Regions from separate parts of the Arachis hypogaea genome. Here region 1 is linked to region 2. Evidence: chromatin contacts called from public Hi-C data. All regions are on one chromosome and are shown on one strand. Each heading gives the region's core, a stretch centred on a gene start, on an enhancer-like site or on the middle of the called end of the contact. The rest is flanking DNA. Distances are from core to core; before and after follow the strand shown. Region 1 holds the start of LOC112727849 (vacuolar protein-sorting-associated protein 11 homolog). Region 2 holds the start of LOC112727846.

Region 1 (3,956 bases), core at 1,291-3,790, 220 kb before region 2:
ATCTGAATACAATGCTTTCATTCACCCTCAGAGTACACACCTTCAGGTCCACACTTTTAATCAAAATTTAATCATACTTACACTATACATAACAATCAGAAACATAACTAAACAAATAACCAAACTTAAAATATTAATCCATATTTTCAAACACCTAATTTCAACTTCTATTGAAGTAATTCTCCATGCTAAATTCATCTTCCAACTATCATCACTGCTTGTAGGTTGTGTTTTACCCACTAAACTCTATTATTCTTCACCGTCTGCCCACATAAAGAAACCACACCATATTCTCCCAGAACTCTGCCAATTTTGCAACAACCAACAAAAAGAAAAAATCTTAAGATTACTCATCAAACACAAATACCAGTAGCAACACATTGAGGAAGAAGAAGACGACATTGAGAACTTACATTATAATTTGGACACCCATAAAAGGGTCTATCAAGATTGACATTTGTTCCAGACTAGCGAAGTATTGGACGCATTCCACAACCACACCAGTCAGGAATCTTCTCCAACCTCCCACCATTAAGGTTCTTCAGGGAAGCCCCATGAGAACGTGATCGTGCAGAACTCACTGCAGGTAGGCTTCCTGAACTCATCATTTCTCCAGCACAGTCTTCACCGTATTCGGAAAAGAGGGCTGCAAATTAGGGTTTTATCATCTATGGAGGGGTTAAATTGAGTTGATTCAAATTTTGCCACATCATTCACTCATCAAGAATCCACCCTGGCAAGCTGCGTGACACATGGATACACACGCTGGCGACTTAACGTGCCACATCAGCGTTCCGTTAACGGAACTATCGACAAGGACAAATGTGGGGCACGAAATGGATTTCATCTCAACGTAGACAAGTCAGAGATAACAAATGAAATCTGTAAAAAAATGTAGAGAAAAAAACCATTTATGCTATGAGTTAAACCCCAAAATGGTCCCTGAGATTGACGTCATACACTAAAATCGTCCCTGAGATTCCAATTGCACCAATTACGTCCCTGAGATTGAAAAAAATGCACCATATTAGTCCCTGACCTATTTTCCATTAACGACGTGATGACATGGCATGATGACGTGGACTGTAAGTGACACGTGTCACTTCATGATTTGGCCACGTGTAATGGTATGATGATGTGGTGACCAGTGACACGTGGCATGCTGACGTGGATGGTTGTGCCACGTGTCACAATGTTATTTGGCCACGTGTCTGTTTGTGTCACGTGTCGCAACAGTATTCATCCACGTGTCATCCATTATGTCATCGTTGTATATGCACTAAATTAGTCCCTCACTTTGCATTAAGTGACTCATTTTAGTCCTTGAAATTGAATGTCGTGCACCAAACTAGTCCCTTCACCAATTGTTTCTCATTTTTTTTAATTTAAAATTTTAATATCTTGGATACACTAATTTCAATTCTATTTTTTCATATATCGTTTAAATACAAGTGCTTTCATAAAATTTTTTAAGATTTTACTTTTTAGTTTTAATTATATAATTTTTTTAATAATTTAACACTAGTAAATTTTATAATATATAAGTATGTTATTATAAAAAAATAATTATATGATTGATTAGACACATTTTTTTCATAAAAAATATGTGTTTTTAACAATAAATTAATAATTAAAATAAATATTTTTTTCTTATGAAATACACGTTTTCGTTATGTGTAAATGAACTAGATTGAAGGCACTTCAAGCACCTTCACTACCATCTTTGACCTCTGCAATCTAGACGAAAGAGGTCGGAGATGGTAATGAGAGAAGCTTGAAATGCCTTCACGTCAACTCCAAGACGGCGGTTATTAGGGGTATCCGCAAGAAAAAAAATATTTTATAAAAGTACTGAAAGAGGTCGGAGATGGTAGTGAAGGTACTTGAAAACCCTTCACGTCAATTCTAAGTTGGCGGTTAGGGTATTCGCAAGAGAAAAAATATTTTATAAAAACACTTTTATTTGAAGAACATGTGAAAAAATCGAATTAAAATTAATGCATTCAAAAATATTGAGAATTTTGAATTTATAGAAAAAATGAGAAAAAACTGGTGAATGGACTAGTTTGGTGCACGACATTCAATTTCAGGGACTAAAATGAATCACTTAATGCAAAGTGAGGGACTAATTTGGTGTATATACAACGATGACATGATGGATGACACGTGGACGAATAAGGTTGCGACACGTGGCACAAATGGACACGTGGTCAAATAACATTGTGACACGTGGCACAACCATCCACGTCAGCATGCCACGTGTCACTGGTCACCACATCATCATACCATTACACGTGGCCAAATCATGAAGTGACATGTGTCACTTACAGTCCATATCATCATGCCATGTCATCACATCGCTAATGAAAAATAGGTCAGGGACTAATATGGTGCACTTTTTTCAATTTCAGGGATATAATTGATGCAATTGAAATCTCAGGAACGATTTTAGTGTACGACGCCAATCTGAAAGACCATTTTAGGGTTTAATTCGTTAAAAGTCTGATATACATTAGGAGTGCCTGTACCTAGATGATTTAGTTGAAGTTGGCTAGATAAATCACTTGTTTGTAGAGTTTTATTATATTTTTTTTTGTTGGTACATAATATTGGTGACTAAAAATTAAATTAAAATCTAAATTAGTAGCAAATTTTTTTACTCCGTCCGTCCGTTGCGTACGTTGAAAGTTGAAACAACATAAGTTCAGGATCACCATACCACCGCCGCTCATCTCTTTACCAGCTCATCACGTCGTGCCGCTCTACTGCCCGTCTTACTCCACCACCACCGTCGCTGCCGCCGCCAGAGAGAGTCTCACAACTACCGTCGCTGTTCGCAATTGATCACTCTCATTCACGGACCGAGAAAGGCACTGGTGCCCCTTTCCTTCTCCATCTTCTCTAAATTTGATTCAATTTTCCTTCGCTTCTCTCCTTCCACGTCACTAGATCCCCAATTACAAATTTTTTTCATTCAGCTATTTGTTCTACATCTTGAATATGTTCTGATTTTTATTATTATTCTGTTTTTCTAAAAAAAATTGCAATTCCGTGTATTCTATACCTCTAAGCCTAGGTATCTGAGAGTAGATAGAATCATGGTGATGGTACCCTTCTCTAAAGAAGGGAAGTGATTCAAAGAAGAAGGGAGCATTTTGGTGAAGCCGGATCGATGTATCAATGGAGGAAGTTTGAGTTCTTCGAGGAGAAGTATGCGGCGAAATGCGTGGTTCCGGATGGCGAGGAAGACGATGATCTCGCCACGAAGAAGATCACTTGCTGTTCCAGTGGCAGGGGAAAGGTGGTGACTGGTTTTGATGATGGTAACGTTTGCTTGTTTGATCGAGGTCTCAAGTTCAATTACGCCTTCAAGCCTCACGCTTCCAGTGTCCTCTTTCTTCAACAGCTCAAGGTAATCAATTGATTTCACTCTGTAGATGCCTCCGTGAAATAGAAATGTTATTTGGATTGGAGATAGTTGTTTAGGTGTGGAGATTATTAATCTGTAACATGTGTATGCAATTCACCTTGCATTTATTTGAATTATTCACTTATTTGCATTAAGATTTTGTTTATTTTGTGTTTGATTGCTGGTTGATGGTACCATCGAGCAACTTTTGATGATAAATAGTTGGGTTTGAGAGAGATGAGGGAGTATATAAACTGGGAAAAATAAGGGAGATAATAAAACTTAGGTGCTTCAATGTTGGAATTGTTGTTTTGGATTAAATAGGTATGTAACTCTTTAGCAAGAGTTCCTTTTTTCTCATTGCTATTTGCTCCTTGCTGCTAAGGGTTGCTATTTTCTCATTGTTGGGATTTCTGAACATTTTGTACTGTCTAGTGTCTACTGTGTTAATATCGAATTGATGAAAGACTTAAAGGGTTGGTAATATTTTCCCCCCCTCAAGATTGGTGAAAGACTTCTGTGATTAAATGTTTGTATGAGTAGTTGA
Region 2 (3,933 bases), core at 1,303-3,802:
AAATTGATTCGTGCCTGAAATTTGATGAACCAACTTGACCAATTACTCTAAAATGAAAGAATCATAAGATTCGAGTTTCACATAAAACTAGGATTTACACAGCAATGTCTTTAAGTATCAATATCAGTGGTAAAAAGTAAAAATTGTTCTGATTCCAGAATTAATATAAACAATTCTAAAATTAAGAAAAATCAAAATAGAGAGTAACATATAGGCTTGAAACTTACTGAATGGTATGCATATGGAGCCTTCCCTTGACGATCGAAGTGTTTGGCCATGATGCAGAACTCAATTGGACCCCACTCTTCAGCTTCAAAGCAGTTTCCAAGAGCAGCTTTGTACAACTAATAACAATTTGCAAACACTACTATTATCCTTAAAGAAAAAAAGGTATAAAAGCTGCGCATGTTCTAAATTATATAATGGCAAATACCTTGGAAGTATCTGTTAATAGCTCAGTACCAGCCGGGTACGATGCGTAGAATTGATCGGCTCTGGAATATCCAGCTCGGGTTCTGAAACACCAAATCATATATCACTCCAGAGATTAGCATTCAAACCAATCTTGTAAAGCATGCAAAATCTAGTATTAAAAAAAAAGGTTGTGACAACATTAGACTCACGTATTGCTAACATAAGCATAGCTTATGAGTGTGGCAAAGCAGTAGAATCCAGTATATGACACCAATCTTCGAAACTTCTGAATCTTTAGAATCTCTTTGAATTCATCATAGAGACTCATGGACAATGATTAGAATTCACCCTGAGAATCAAAGGTAGCCAACAATAGGTTCATCAAACACATGACGTGCACATATTGTCATTGATTTCTTGTTACAAAACATATGCCAAAATATTATCAAACAAGTTACCAAACACAAATGAGGCAAACAAACAATGCAAGACCCGCCACTTAGCCATTAGAAACTATGATGAATTTTGCTGCAAAACATTACCATCTAGTAACGAAAGGAAACAAAGAAGAACCAAGTTTTGGGAAACCTGCTTCTACTTCTTCCTTTATGTTTTTTATTTCTTTTTAAAATTTCTCAAATCTTTCTTTATAATTTCCTTAAAATACAGACATAGCTCCGCATGTCACTATATCCTTCTTCCTAATGCTTTTGTTTGCTTTCCTGTAGCTATAGGAATTAGCTTTAAATATTGACTTTGAAAAGTAACCAAATGTCATGAAAGCTGGAATTCCTCAGTCTTACCACGTGCTGGTGACAATGGAAATTTCATAAGTTAATTAACCTATTAGATCAAAGGGAATAAATGTAAATTGAAAGAATCAAAGAAGTGTGTTTGAAATTTGGACAATCTATTGTTGAAAATCTTCTCCCCCTACATATGCATCATTATTACGTTCTCTTTTTTTTCCCTTTATTTATTTGTTTATTTTTCAGAAATCATGAATGGCAAGGAACCGCCTAACTTTAAAGATTATGTCAGAAACTTTTACAAAGATAACTCAGGAAAAATGTCACAACAATATCCAAAGCCAACAACATTACTATCTAAAGGCTTAAAGAGGTGCTAAGGATTAGCTTGGAGAACTAAAATGTGTCTATGACATTAACAGAGAAGGGAGCTCCATATGAACCAATTATTACAGTTCCAACTATAGCAAATTCAGTGCGAGCACACAGTATTAGAAATTATATAATTAAGCTTAGGATCTGTCCGCAGAATCAACTTTGAACATGCCTTACTATTTCATTTGGCCAGATGTTAAGTCATCAGGTTCATCGAGATATAATCTCCAACGTATATGTCAGTACTTACTAATGAAAAAGACATGAAAACCTCAAGCTCATCCACAGGAAGTTATGGTTTGTAGAATCAAAATTCCAGACTTTATGGTTTGAATTCCAAACTAAGGCCTATTTTCTTCCAATCTTTAATTAAATTCAAATGACAAGCAACAAAGAAGAAAATTAAGGCTCCGGAATATTAATTAGTTGATTCATTCATAAAGTAACAAGGTTTAATCATACATAAGCAAAGTAAGGCTCTATTTGGCAGAACAGAAATCACAAAGATTAAAGAGCTCCCGCTGAATTTAATCAAGCTTATATTCACCTAATAAAGAGGCAAAACCAGAACTAACCTAATAAAATAGAAATTTAAAAAATTAAACTAATCCATATTCTTATATCAAGTCATCAATATTCAATATCAATTAATCAGAAATCAAGATATTGAGAGAGAGACACAAAACTAGAAGAGAGCAGACCGGTGGAGAAAACTGATCAGCGGCGAGAGAGAGAGTACAGAGGAAGTGACCGCGACTGGGTGAGCAGAGAGCGCAACAGCAGAGGAGAGCAGATCGGTGTCGAGGTCACAGGTTGCAGCCTCGCCGGAGAGACATTACATAGCAACAGCAACGGTGGAGAGAAAACTAACACAGCTAAAGTCGAAGTAAAGAAATGGGAGTGATACCGGAGAAAGAAGTAGGCGGCGGTTAAGGTGTCTGACAGACAGAGTGAGAGAGAGACTGAAAGAGACATAGTTATTACTTATTAGAACCTGATCATTGAGCCGATCATATAAAACCGGGTCGCAGGTCACTGGTTTAATCGACGAGTTACTGATGATCCGGTCAAAATAAATAAAAATATAAAATTATAAAAATAAAATTAAATAAAAAATTAAAATGCTCCACAAATATAATATATTAATAAAAATTAAGTATAATTTTTTTAGCAACAAAAAACAATCAACTATGATAATTTTTTATAATAAAAAATTTAATTAAGTAATTATTTTAGCAAGACAATAACAAATTTAATGATAATTGATAGTAAATTTAATTAAATGATGATTTTAAGTAAAAAAAATAGCTAAATAATTATTTTCAGCAACAAATAAATTTAAACTAAATGATTAGTTCAGCAACAAACACAATTGAAATAGAAAGTATTAAAATAATTATTGTTCAAAATTATCAAGATTAATTATTTAAAAAGAGGTTTTTGAAGGATCTCGATTTGATGTAATACGTTAAAGAATGAAGCTTATAATGTATGTAGTAGTTATCTATCTTTTGCATTAGGCGGAAACTATTGTGATAAGAGATGATGTGAATGATAATTGGTTACATGGGCGGCTGATTTTTTTAAACCAAACTGAACTTTAATAAAAGTTAAAAATAAGAATTTTATACATATATAAATAGGGGTTCATATATGAGGTATGAGATTCAGTAATAATAAAAATAAATATTTTCTCTCTTTCTTATTTTATATTTATCTTTCTTAGTTATTTATTTTACAACGCGTTATCAGCATGAGACTCTGATCAAATTTTAGGAAGGCTCAGGTAACAAATTTTCATTATGTTGAAGTTATCTCATCTTGAATTTAATGCTCTTGATATATCTGGAAACAACTATTTATCATGGATACTGAATGCTGAAATCCATATTGATTTAATGGATTTTGGAGAAACCATTAAGGCTGAAAATAATGTATCTCAGAAGGATAAAATCAAAGCCATAATTTTCCTTTGTTATCATCTTGACGAAGGATTGAAAAATGAATATCTCACATTAAAAGATCATGCAGATCTGTGAAAAGACCTTGAAGAAAGGTACAATAATCCAAAAACGGTGATATTTTCTCAAGCCCGATATGAATGGACGCACTTATGTCTACAGGATTTTAAATCCATAAATGATTATAATTCGGCAATATTTTGAATCACCTCACGAATGAGATTATGTGGAAAAAAGATAACTGATAATGATATGTTAGAGAAAACTTTCTCGATCTTTCATACTTCAAATGTACTCCTGCAGCAGCAGCATCGAGAAAAAAGATTTAAAAAATATTTTGAGTTAATTTCTTGCCTTCTTGCTGCTGAACGCAACAATGAATTACTTTTAAGGAATCATGAAGCGCGTCCAGCTGGCACAATCCCATTTTCCGA

The links. Hi-C and Micro-C count contacts between places; a contact is called where the count stands out from the background.
Region 1: a contact with region 2 is called in a Hi-C map of leaf, with 2.3 times the contacts expected there. The contact joins the promoter of LOC112727849 here to the promoter of LOC112727846 in region 2. A contact is called at or near these places in 2 of 8 Hi-C or Micro-C datasets (both in leaf).

Annotation. Positions count from the first base shown.
Region 1 is chr12:99,666,409-99,670,364 of arahy.Tifrunner.gnm2.J5K5, reverse strand. LOC112727849 (vacuolar protein-sorting-associated protein 11 homolog) reads left to right here and starts at 2,540. Exons shown (of 6, transcript XM_025777769.3): 1 at 2,540-2,876; 2 at 3,072-3,412. The coding sequence starts at 3,173.
Region 2 is chr12:99,446,708-99,450,640 of arahy.Tifrunner.gnm2.J5K5, reverse strand. LOC112727846 reads right to left here and starts at 2,552. Exons shown (of 5, transcript XM_025777764.3): 1 at 2,240-2,552; 2 at 624-763; 3 at 434-515; 4 at 228-344. The coding sequence starts at 742.